3 separate regions of the Mus musculus genome follow, and regions 2 and 3 are each linked to region 1. A link is a contact called in public HiChIP or PLAC-seq data. All regions are on one chromosome and are shown on one strand. The core of a region is the stretch at or near the end of the contact, and the rest is flanking DNA. Distances in the headings are between cores, read along the strand shown. Region 1 overlaps Plcl2 (phospholipase C-like 2). Region 2 has its middle 61 kb from the start of Gm41598. Region 3 has its middle 83 kb from the start of Gm41598.

The links. HiChIP or PLAC-seq counts read pairs in DNA pulled down with a chosen protein or histone mark.
Region 2: a contact with region 1 is called in a BATF HiChIP or PLAC-seq map of CD8 T cells, with 9 read pairs. The contact joins two enhancer-like sites. A contact is called at or near these places in 2 of 484 Hi-C or Micro-C datasets (nephron progenitors and ventricular fibroblasts) and 3 of 115 datasets of contacts at active chromatin or transcription factors (CD8 T cells, effector CD8 T cells and memory CD8 T cells).
Region 3: a BATF HiChIP or PLAC-seq map of CD8 T cells shows a contact between it and region 1, with 7 read pairs. The contact joins two enhancer-like sites. A contact is called at or near these places in 1 of 39 promoter capture datasets (maxillary cranial neural crest), 1 of 15 datasets of contacts at CTCF or cohesin (CD8 T cells), 1 of 484 Hi-C or Micro-C datasets (ventricular fibroblasts) and 1 of 115 datasets of contacts at active chromatin or transcription factors (CD8 T cells).

Annotation. Positions count from the first base shown.
Region 1 is chr17:50,568,626-50,572,618 of GRCm38.p6, reverse strand. The region is part of intron 1 of Plcl2 (phospholipase C-like 2); the gene reads right to left. Among named protein-coding and RNA genes, the nearest start is that of Plcl2, 61 kb to the right of the region's middle. Within about 2 kb of position 2,223, at least 44 of the 459 cell types and tissues checked have an H3K27ac peak or open chromatin away from gene starts, as enhancers often do. A contact at or near this core is called in CD8 T cells, effector CD8 T cells and memory CD8 T cells, where this site is marked.
Region 2 is chr17:50,727,683-50,731,675 of GRCm38.p6, reverse strand. No RefSeq gene overlaps it. Among named protein-coding and RNA genes, the nearest start is that of Gm41598, 61 kb to the left of the region's middle. Within about 2 kb of position 1,950, at least 76 of the 459 cell types and tissues checked have an H3K27ac peak or open chromatin away from gene starts, as enhancers often do. A contact at or near this core is called in CD8 T cells, effector CD8 T cells and memory CD8 T cells, where this site is marked.
Region 3 is chr17:50,705,921-50,709,913 of GRCm38.p6, reverse strand. No RefSeq gene overlaps it. Among named protein-coding and RNA genes, the nearest start is that of Gm41598, 83 kb to the left of the region's middle. Within about 2 kb of position 2,018, at least 2 of the 459 cell types and tissues checked have an H3K27ac peak or open chromatin away from gene starts, as enhancers often do. A contact at or near this core is called in CD8 T cells, where this site is marked.

The sequences.
Region 1 (3,993 bases), core at 974-3,473:
CCAACCATTGGACTGAGCACAGGGTCCCCAATGGAGGAGCTAGAGAAAGGACCCAAGGAACTGAAGGGGTTTGAAGCCCCATAGGAGGAACAACAATATGAACCAACCAGTACCCCCAGAGCTCCCAGGGACTAAACCACCAACCAAAGAGCACACATGGTGGGACTCATGGCTCCAGCCGCATATGTAGCAGAGAATGGCCTAGTCAGACATCAATGCAGGGAGAGGCCCTTGGTCCTGTAAAGGCTCTATGCCTCAGTGTAGAGGAATGCCAGGGCCAGGAAGTGGGAGTGGGTGAGTTGGTGAGCAGGGGGGTGGAGGGGGTAGAGGTTTTTCAGAGGGGAATCCAGGAAAGGGTATAACATTTGAAATGTAAATAAAGAAAAATATCAAATAAAAAATAAAATAAATAAAAAAAAGAAATAATGTGAAAAATTTTATACACATTCAGGCCTTAATCTAGCAAAACATCACTGTTTTCTTTGTTCACCACCATCAACTACTCCTCAATGACTCATGAGTCATTTTGTGAGAGTGATAAGAAGAATTCTACTATTGATATCATATAAGCCGATTAACCTCCAAATTAATTTTCTCCCAACAATTTTTAACAATTGAATCCTTACTTAAAAATTTTCATTAGAATTATTTATTACATTTTACATGTGCATGTTTATCCTATATGTATCCTATATGTATGCATACCACATAAACGCTTGGTACCCATGAAGGTCAGAAGTGAGTATCAGATCCCCTGAAACTAAAGTTGCCAATGGTTGTGAACCACTATGTGAGTGATGGAATTCAAACTAAGGTCCTCTGAAACATCAAGGAATGCTCTTCACCTCTGCGCCATCAATCCAGACCAGGAAAGAGATTTTTATAACTAGAAAACTATTCATAGTCAGCAACTAAGTTTTGATTTGAATTTCTTAAGAGGAAAGAGTAAAAAAAACTTTCTGAGGAAAGCCAAGGAGAAAATAATTAAAATCTTGCCAATTACTGAAGTAACATACAGTTTTGTGGCAAACATTTGCACTCATTAACTTAGTTAACAGAGGGATTCATTGAAAGTGGAAGAAAAGAAGGAAACAAAATTCACAACTAGTTGAAAGCACACACTCACACAAACAATACCGATACACGTGTGGCATGCAGGGTGATAAAAGTATTGTGATGGAAAGTAAAACAAGAGATGGGGAGACAAGAGCTGCTCTGAGTGTGTGTGTGTGTGTGTGTGTGTGTGTGTGTGTGTGTGTGTGTATGGCAACTTGGGGAGGAAAGAGTTTATTTTTACTTTATAATTCATCATCAACAAAACATAGTCCATCATCAAAACAGGAAGGGCAGGCAGACAAACCAGAAACCCGGAGGCAGGAACTGAAACTGAGATCCTGGAAAGTGCTGCTTACTGGCTTGCTCCCCATGGCTTGCTCACTCTGCTTTCTGATACAATCTAAGATCACCAGTTCAGGTGGCACTGCCCACAGTGGTCTGAGCCCTCCAACATCAATTATTAATCAAGAAAATATCCCCACAGGCTTGCCTCCAGGCCAATGTGATAGAACAGTGACTCAACTTTCCACATGCTGCAACCTTTAGCACACTTCTTCATGTTGTGGTGACCCCCACCCCAACCATAAAAGTATTTTCTTTCCACTTCATTACTGTAGTTTTGCTGATGTAATGAATTACAATTCATGCAAATATCTGTGGTTTTGGATGCTATTAGGCTAGCCCCGTGAAAGGTTCATTTGAATTCCCCAAAAAGTTGTAACCCATAGGTTGAAAACTGCTGTTGACAGAGGGATTTTTTTTCGATTGAGGTTCACGCTTCAAAGATGACTAACTTGTTCCTAATTAACAACAACCACCACAACAAAGCCCCTAACAACACAACTGATCTCTTGACGACTTGACCTATAACCACACAACTACTAAGCCTTAACCTTTCCTTTCTTGTTTATTCTCTTTGCTACTTCCATTGATATAATACTTAATGTTAATATGGCAACACTAAAAAAGTGTAACTTTAAAATACTCAATCACACAACTATAAACTATAACCTTTCCTTTCTTATTTATTCCCAATTAATACCTAATGTAAATGTCACATTAAAAAGTCTAACTTTAAGGCCGGCACATTGTAGAACATAGTGTGAAATGCACATTGTAAAACACAGGATGTTAATGAATTGCACTGAAAAAGAGAAAATGAGAAATGCACAGTGTAGAACACAATATAAAAAAAAAAAAAGTCTAACTTTGGGCTGGTGAGATGGCTCAGTGGGTAAGAGCACCCGACTGCTCTTCCGAAGGTCCAGAGTTCAAATCCCAGCAACCACATGGTGGCTCACAACCATCTGTAACGAGATCTGACGCTCTCTTCTGAAGACAGCTACAGTGTACTTACATGTAATAAATAAATAAATCTTTAAAAAAAAAAGAAAATTGAAACAAGTATAAAAAAAAGTCTAACTTTAAGAGTCCCATAGTCATTTTTAAAAAATCGCTCTAAAAATCAGAATCTTTAAAATATCTAGAATATTTTTAAAATATTTTTTGAAATTAAAATATGATCACACCTTTTCCCCTCTTCCCCTTCTCCCTCCACACTTTCCAATGTTACCCTCCCCACCCTGGCCAAAGGGTCAGCTGCAGAGCTTCAGGTACACAGAACCAGCTGCTTGGAAAGTCTCTCGGATTCTTCACTGCCCACTCAAACCCATTCCTACACACACACACACACACACACAGACACACACACATACATTCTTGGTTTTATGTAGAAATGTATTCCAACAAGGGCCAATGAAACTAAAAACAAACAAAAGCACTGCACAGTCTTTCACGGGGAATTGCTTTTTCTCAAGGCAGTGGCTTCCACATTGCAGGTCGGTCTCTGTAGATGCCCAGTCCCACTCTAGATGAAATTTAAGACTGAACAGCAAATGGGGGGGGGGGGGCTAGGCTCCATGTATTTCTTTCCAAGGCTTGGTGGGTTTGGGGTGGCAGGAGTTGTTTGTTTGTTTGTTTGTTTGTTTGTTTGTTTTTGGAATGCCTCCTCTTTCTTCTGTAGGCAGTGATCACTGAAATGAAACTGACTATAGTTCTAAATTCCACGTATTATTTTATGGCCTTTTAAAATCCATTAAAGGACAGAAACATTTATCCTACCCAATTATCCAAAAGTGTTATAAAGCCATTAAAGCTTTTAAAAAACAGATCTACACATGATTAATTGTCCAGTGTAAGCAAGGTTCTCTGTTTTGGCAAAAGACTTTCTATAATTCACCACTTAAGCAATGAGTAAAAATACAGTTAACAATGAATTAACACAATTTGGACTGAAAAGTGGTGCTAAATATTATGCAAGACAAGTACATTTTAACATGGAACAACAGAGCATGCATAAACCATTATCTTTCAAACTTACATAATATTTCTATCATGTTATCAAAAGGTACAGTGTAAAACTGTCACTTGTCACCCAAAATTAAATCTCCACATAACACTCACTGGGGAGACTGAAGCTGGAGCATGGCTCTTCAGACTCGCTTTATCTATACTGTCAGTGTTAACAAAGAGGAAACATCTTTAAAACTAAGCAATAATGAGGAGGAAATTAAACCACATGTGAAGAAGTATACCCCAATTTCTAGTCTAAGTATGCAACCCACAGCGATTACAGTACATAGTCAAATAGAGGTTTTGATCTTCCAAATTTCTATGACAGGTGGGGTGCTTCATTTGAATAAGCTAAATGTTTGCAAAATGTCACAACCAGAGAATCTCATGATCAGCATTGTCTGAAGGGCAGGCAGGCATTTTAAGAAAGACTTTTATTGTTCTTTGATATACACACCAACACAGAAAAGCTAAGTGTAATAATTATAACTGATTTGCCCTATGATTCCTGTCTTTGGCTTGGAATCTATAGAGACCAGTCTTTTTAGAAAGAGCCCTCTCAGCTGAGCATGCTTTTAATCCCAG
Region 2 (3,993 bases), core at 701-3,200, 160 kb before region 1:
CTTCAATTTATTCATTGTAAATAAGGGCTAATTGTCCTTATCCCAGTCTGCTAGGTGTGGCCAGTGAGTGTCCTTCAAGTCTCCAGTTCACCCCTCCAATAAAAACAGGAGTAACCTCTTCTTCATCCCATAGAGTGAGCTCTTGCTCCAGCCTACCTCACATCAAAGCTACACCCGTCCAGCTTCCTCTCCTTGATCCCTGCTCCCCAGCCTCCACCTTAGAAGTGCCAACCTGACCAGCCAGGCAGCCCTTAGGTGAGATCCCTTTTGGCCCCAACCCGCATCGCATCCTGAGATCTCACAGTGTGGTTTCATTTTGACCATGCTACAGTTCGCCCTGGGTGAGCCAAGTCTTGACTGAATGTGTATTGCTGGCATAGACATTGCCAGGTTATGAATTCCAAGGCCTCAGGTGGCAAAGACCTGGGTGAAGCACTGAGGAACGGCAAAGCTTTCCTCCTGAGTCCAAGCATCAGTGGTTATGTTTTGCAGCGTGTGCAAAGATGGTTATAGCCTGAACCTGCCTCCAGAGCCCTCCTTCAGAGACTAGATAACTCCTCCCCTCTGTGCTGTGCCCAGTAAACAGTTTCTGGGTGGGGCAGTAGCCTACTTCCAACTTTACTCTGTGGGTGTCTGTGTGTCCTCTGTTCCCTTGCTTCTGTTAGAGTTCCAGGACCCAGGTCACACAAAACAGGGCAGGCCTTGTAGAGCAAAGGTATACAACCAAGTTCTTTTACATCACAAGCAGACTGACAGGTGGAGGTGGCTTTAAGCTCTGGGGGTGGATAATTGTGCAGTGGTGGTATCTTCCTCCCATGTCCAAATTAGTGAGACTTATCTCCAAGCTGTCCTGAGGCTGCAGGTCTTCCTCGGCCTTCCCTGCTGCTACTGTGTGTATTCATAGCAGAGTTGGTCACCACGTCCTCCTTGAAACCAGGGCCCATATCTTAGCTGCTACTATTTATTGAGGATCTGGCATTTGTCAAACCCTGCCCAGAGCTGAAGACTCACCATGAAAAGATGGATCTCTAGCTCTTTAGAACTTACAGTCTAGCTAGAGAGATGTAGGGCTTAGCAGATGAGCAAACGGGGCATAGGCAGCAATGATGGGGTAGAAAGGCCACTGTCATTTTCCTCCAGCAGGAACATGAAGGCCAGAGGCCTGGAATGGAACCCAATGTCGGGAAATGTTAGCGTCTTTCAAGCTTGCCTGCCTCAGTCACCCTGGGGATGCCCCTCTCCCAGTTAAGAGGGACACTGTGGACAGTAGCTCTGGAGCCCATTTCTCCATCTCAGGCAGATGCTTGGCTCCCTGCAACAGTACTGTATGTGGTTACATCCAGTTGTCACCCACATAGCTAACAGGGCAGGTACTTTATGTCTGTCTTGGACACTGCTCAGCCCTGAGGCCCACCACTGACCAAGGAAGCCTGGGGTAGCATAAGCTCTGAACTCAAGGCTCTGCAGAGCCACGGCAGCTTCTGCAGCTTCAATCCACAACAGCCTGCACCAGAGCACAGACCCTCTGGCTGGCCACCTAAAGAAGGAAAATGCACTAGAGAGAGGGCTCAGTGGTTAAGAACACTGGCTGCTCTTCCCAGGTTCAATTCCCAGCAACCACGTGGCAGCTCACAACTGTCTGTAACTGACCAGGGGACCTGACACCCCTACATAGGCATACATATAGGCAAAATACCAATGCACATGAAGTATAAATAAAACTTTTTATAAAAATGCAACTGTGTGAGGCCTGCAGGGTGGGGACGAGGCTGCTGCTGGCTTCTCAGAATCCTGTTTCTAAGAGATTCAAAGAAAGCCTGCGGCAGGCACTGCAGAGAGGGTAACCACAGGGTCACCTAGAGGTGACCAAGCAACAACCAGCACTGTGCCTCTCTGAGCTGCTCCGGGGTTTCACCATACAGTATAATTTTAGAGCCACCTCATCTTGGGGTTTGGTAAGCCAGGAAACAGTCCACCCTCCACCCATCGTGAAAGTAAGACGTCATCTTCCTCATTCTACGGTGGCTCCATTTAGATTCCTTTTATATATTCACTATCAGAGAAAGCTTCTACAATAGTAGGTTTCCAAGTGGCTTTGCTGTCCCTTGCTCCCTACCCTCCTTTAACCTGGCCTCTCATTTACTTCTCTATCTTAGGTAAGGTTTCATTGTTGTGAAGAGACACCATGGCCAAGGCAGCTCTTACAAAGGAATACATTTAATTGGGGCTGGCTTAGAGGTTCAGAGGTTCAGTCCATTATCATCATGGCAGGAAACAGGGAGGCTTGCAGACAGCCATGGTGCTGCGGAAGGAGTTGAGACTTCTATATCTTGATCCGAATGCAGCAGAAGGAGGCTGTATCAATGAGTGTATAACCCTGAGCATGTATAACCTCAAAGCCCACTACAGTGACATGCTCCTTCCAACAAGGCCACACCTACTCCATAGTGCCACTCCCCATGGGCCAAGCATTCACACTCATGAGTCTGGGCAGGAGGGTGGGGTGTAAGGGGGGTACCTAGTCAAACCACCACACCTATTATTTTAGTTTCCATTTTATCCCTTTATGATACTGTAGTCTGTTTCCCCTTCCCCATCTAGGTCCATTCAGTATCAGGAATGGGTTATATATATATTTTTTTAAATTATTGGCAAAAAGGGTCCCATAACATTATCCAAAACATTATAGACTATTCCCAATGGTTTTGGTTACTGTCAGATCCAAGAGAAACTCCATTTCCTCAAATTTCAAAAGACAGAAGGGATGTGTGTCTCTACTCACCCCGTCCTTTACCCCAAACTCCCTCACGCTCAGTCTTCTCTCCTCAGCCACTCATTCTTCTTAGAACCTTCCTAGTTCAGATATAATCATTCATTCATTCTTCCCCCTCTCCTCTCTCTCTCTCTCTCTCTCTCTCTCTCTCTCTCTCTCTCTCTCTCTCTCTCTCTCTCTCTCGTTTTTCTCCTGGTTTTTTTTTCCATGCCATGTCCAGGCTACTTCTTTCTCTCTAGGCTCTTCCAGATGCATTTGGCTGTTCTTGCTCTCATGTCTAAAATAAAGCCTTAAATATACCATTGCATGGTAATGTCACCAGTTTATGCATCTGGTGCCAAAAACCCAGGAGGCACAAATGGCCCCCTTTCCAAGGGATCTAACTTCTCCTAATTGAGCCAAGCTGCTGAGTTGACTCTCCTAAGGTATGGATCATGTGTCTCTGCTGGTTTCTGCTACCCACCATATTTGACTACAAATTCTAGAGTCACCTACCTCTTCAGCCACTTCTTCTCTCAACCCTCTATGCTTCTCCAGGGCATTTCCGGCTCCTGGAGCCTTCTACACTCTCCTGGGCATGTAGAAAGGCTCTGTCTCTGTGCCAGCACTCAGGTATGTGTCACCTTGGAACTGCCTGCCCTGTCTCTGTTAGCTCTTGGAACCCATTGCTGCTGCAGAAGCCATGCTAGTATATCAGGCAGCTTCTCTTGCTCTGCTGTGTACCTACTGCATGGAAAGGGACACTCTCCTTCCTAATCTGGGACATTTCTCTCTGACAAGTCTCTTGATCTTCTTTGGAACACTCTGGCTGAAGTTCGTGTCAGCAGAACACTTACCCTTCCTCCCACCCTTGCTCTCCCTTTATGTTCTCTGCTCTCTCCTAGAACTTGCTCTCCCCCCCCCCCCCCCCCCGCTCTCAGCTCCTGCCTGCAGATTCCTCACCTTCACCTTGGAGCAGCCTGCTCTGTCTCTGTCTCTCTCTTTCCTTGTTAGCCTGTTATCTAGGACACTTCTCTACATCCTCTTGGGCCTCTAAGATATGGACCCCTCCCTCTGACAGAGCTCCTGTTCCTGACCCTTTCCCCTAAGCCTCCCAGATGTCTGCTTTCCTGCTTGCACCATCACTGAGCTGGCTCCTTCCCTTTCAACCTCCTTTGTCCCTGCTCTCGTCTCTGCCTTCTTCGCTCTCGGTTTGCTCTGTCCCTCACTCTGACCACTGT
Region 3 (3,993 bases), core at 769-3,268, 140 kb before region 1:
CTGAGAAGGAAGAGGGCAGTGTGCTGCATGGAAAGCATCCCAGACACTGCCTAGAAGCACCTCTTTTCCAAAAACATGAGCCAAGCTTCATGCCTTCTCACTTCAAATGGAAGGCTAGTACCAAGAGGAAGAAGGTCAAGACACACAGAACTGCTCAGAAAGGAAAGACCTCAGAAACAGAGCAATTTACAAGGGTTCCCATGGGTTCTAATGTTGCAAAATAAGAACAGATAGTTATAAAAAAGATGAGTTGACAGAAAGCAAGAGTTGAGACACTTAAGCTAAGACACAGAACAAAAACTAAGGAAGAAATGGCATAGGGGTGGGGAACTCTGAGCATGGGTTGATCCAGGAGGTTCATGGCCATCAAAGAGGGTTCTAGAAAGAATAAACAGAATTGGAGAGGCTATACCTAAATAAACAGAAGGGGAGAGTTAAAACTGAAGACACACAAGAGTCCACAGTAAAAGGACTCTGGAGACTGGATGTGGCTCAATGGCAGAGTGCTTACCCGATGATTAGAAACACAGGGTGTTTACTGCAGCGAGCATCAATGATGCTCAAGTCTGCCCTAACATCTGCACACATACCAGTGCAATGGATCCAGTCATCCATCTCCATTTGGATAAGTCCAACCAGCACTTTTCAATGTCTTCTTCTGATCCTGCTCTCCCCCAAGCCTCCTCCGCTCTGTATCAAGTCGTCTACTCAGCTGTCCAGGTGAAAGCGAGGTCTGGGTTCATTTTCTCTCTTGTCCCGTGACTCCCCTGGCTCACATCAGTGGCTTGGAGGCCATTCCTGCCTCCCTTTCTATACTCTGCAGCCTGAGAGATTGTTCATGCAGAATCCAGGTCACAAGACACCCCACCTTCTCTGGCTCCATAGGCTCTGTGACCCTCATCTCTGTCTTCCTGCTGTGTGCTCCAGCCATTTGTCTCACTTGTGATCTGTATATTCTTGTCTATTCATACTTGGTCCTTTGGTTCGTGTCTCAGTCTTCCTAGTGTTTGTCCCATGTCCCTCCATGGGTCCTTGTTACTCATGGTTCATATCAGGTGTCACCTCAAAAAGGTCCCCTCTGCTAACACCTCAAACATTCATGTGTCTCTAAGATCATTTCTACCTACCCAGAATGAGACTTTTAGGAGGTGAGCCTCTCGGGTTTCCAGTGCTCTAAAAATATAGAAAAAAAATTCGACTGATGAACGAAAAGGCCTGTCTACATTGTCATGACTATTGGGAACTACAGGAAATAAAATAAATGCAAATAAAAAGTCCCGGAGAAAGTGAAAAAGTTAGTTACAGACAAATATGGTCACCACTAGAGGAAAATGCAGTAGGGTTTCAAGGTTCAGAGAGAAATGGTTTTGAATATAGCATTAGATGCCTAGCCAAACTTTCAATAAAATCTGAAACAAAGTTTCTGAACATTAAAAGACTGAAAATGTACAGTTTATACAGTCTGATAGATGTACTCAGAGAAAGGACAAAATGGGGGGGCGTGTCAGGGGTCAAACCCCATGAAAAGCAATAGAGTTACATGGAAACCAAGGCAGCAGCCTAGCAAGGGATCAGCACACATCAGAACAGAAAAGCACAGGCCTCAAAGGAAACCTGTTCAGAAGACAACCTACTGCAATAGATGCCATGGTTAGAAAACAGGAAAGGCCCAATTTGAAGGAAGACCCCAACCAAGCTAATCCTCCAATTATGAAAAAGATTTAAAAATCAAAGCTTTATGCAGTGAAGGAAACCCCCAATAGCAGAAAGTTGGGGCAGTTGAAATTGAACAAGAGGGCTGAGTTCCAGCCCAGCAAGCAGCAGAACTCGACAGCTTTAGCCATGTGGTTCTGGCTTTAGAGTCAAGGCTACAAAACAGTGGTTGTGGAATCTCCCTCTGTGGCAAAGGAAAGCCACTGAGGCAACGCATGTGGCAGGGGAGTGTATATGCACAGAGGCCTAGAGAGGCCATTGTGTGAAGCTGTGAAGGTGAAGCCTGGGTTGCCTTAGAAACCTCAAGATGCTGGAGATGCCAAAGGAGATCTGCTAACAGGAAATGGAACCAGCCCCAGAAAGACAAGTATGTTTCAGTCAACAAAGCTGAAAGAAGCTGGAGATCTGAGGAGCACTCTGACATCAGACATGGAGACACAGAGGCTGGAATCAGCCCAGCTGGGTTTAGGTCTTGCTTTTTAGTTCAGTATTTCCTCACCATGCTCTTTTCTTCTCTTTTATAATGGCGATGTATATTCTGTGCCAATGCATGTTGGAAGCATGGGACTGCTTCTTGATTTTGATCTTACAGGGAGTTACAGTTAAGAGATTGCTGTACTCTCAAAAGAAACTTTGGACTTTTAAGCAGTGTTGAGACTGTGATCAACTATAAGGGTTTTTGCAGTTAACTGAATGCATTTTTATATTATGACATGGATACAAACCTTTTGAAGTCAGGGAGTAGAATATGATGCTTTTAATATGGCCCTATAGGCTCATATATTTGAATTCCTTGTCATCAGAAAGTGACACTATTTGAAAAGGATTAGGAGGCGTGGCCTCATAGGGGTAGAACTAAACCTCAGAACTTGTAAGCCAAGCCCAGCTTAGTGTTTTCCTTTAAAAGAGCTTCTGTACTTATGATGTCTCTTTACAGCAGTAGAACACTAAGACAAACTTCAGGCAGGAGTGTGCGCAGGTTGCAGAAGCAACATACCTTCTTGGACAGGGTCCCTTCAGGCCTTCACTTTCAGCCAGGAGGCAGAGCTGACTCACCAGAGAGTTGGCCTCAAGGGAGGGCTCTGATCCTGGGACCAGGTGAGTACGCCATCTTGTATCCCAGGTCCTTCAGAGACCAGTCTGTACAGGAGAGCATTCAGGCTGCAGAAGCAACATAGCTTTTTGGACAGGGTCCCTTCGGGCCTTCATCTTCAGCCAGGAGGCAGAGCTGAGCTCCAGACCTCTGTGCACCTTCCGTGCAAGAGGAGAGCTTGCCTGAAGAGAGTACTCTGACCACTGGAACTCAGGAGGGAGTTGGACTCCCAGGAGTGCTGACAGAGGCTGACAGAATCACAGGAGGAACAAACTCCAGCCAGAGATAGCTATAACAACTAATGCCAGAGATTACCAGATGGTGAAAGGCAAACATAAGAATCTTACTAACAGAAAGCAAGACCACTCATCATCAGCAAAACCCAGCACTCCCACCACAGCGAGTCCTTGATACCCCAACACACCGAAAAGCAAGATTCAGATTTAAAATCATATCTCATGATGCTGGTAGAGGATGTGGGAAGCCACATGTGCTGTTGCAGGGTGGCGCTGGCTACCGCTGGCCACCACGCATACAAAGGCAGTAAAGTTTTTCGCCAAGATGAGGTTTTGAGAATATAAGCAATCAGATGAGAGACATGTTAACCAATGAGAGGAGAGATATGTTAACCAATCCGGGTGTGAGACACACCTCTCCTAGGCCTATATAAGCAGCACCACTTCTGAGCTTGGGGTCTCTTCGCTTCTGCAATCAAGCTCTCCCAATAAACGTGTGCAGAAGGATCCTGTTGTGGCATCTGCTTTGCTGGCAAGTCGGGTGCGTGCAAGAAGAGGATTTTTTAAATGACATTAATAACTCACTTAAAGAAATACAGGAGATCGGCAGCAGACATCTTGGTTCTGGGACTCCGCTGAGAGTACTCTGCACAGGTGAGAGTGTGGAATACAGTAGCTAACAGCTTCTGGGACCGGCTGGAGCCACAGAGCTTCTAAGGCAGCCCCCTTTTCGGGCCCCAGACATCCGGCCACTTTCCCAGCCAGAGGATAGGTGTCCACCCAGCCCAGGAGGGCTTTGCCTGAGCATCGGCGGCAGACATCTTAGTTCCGGGAGTCCTTGGAGAGTATTCTGCACAGGTGAGAGTGTGGAATACAGAAGCTAACAGCTTCTGGGACAGGCCGAAGCAACTCAGCTTCAGGGACAGGTCCTGTTTTGGGCCTTCATCTTTG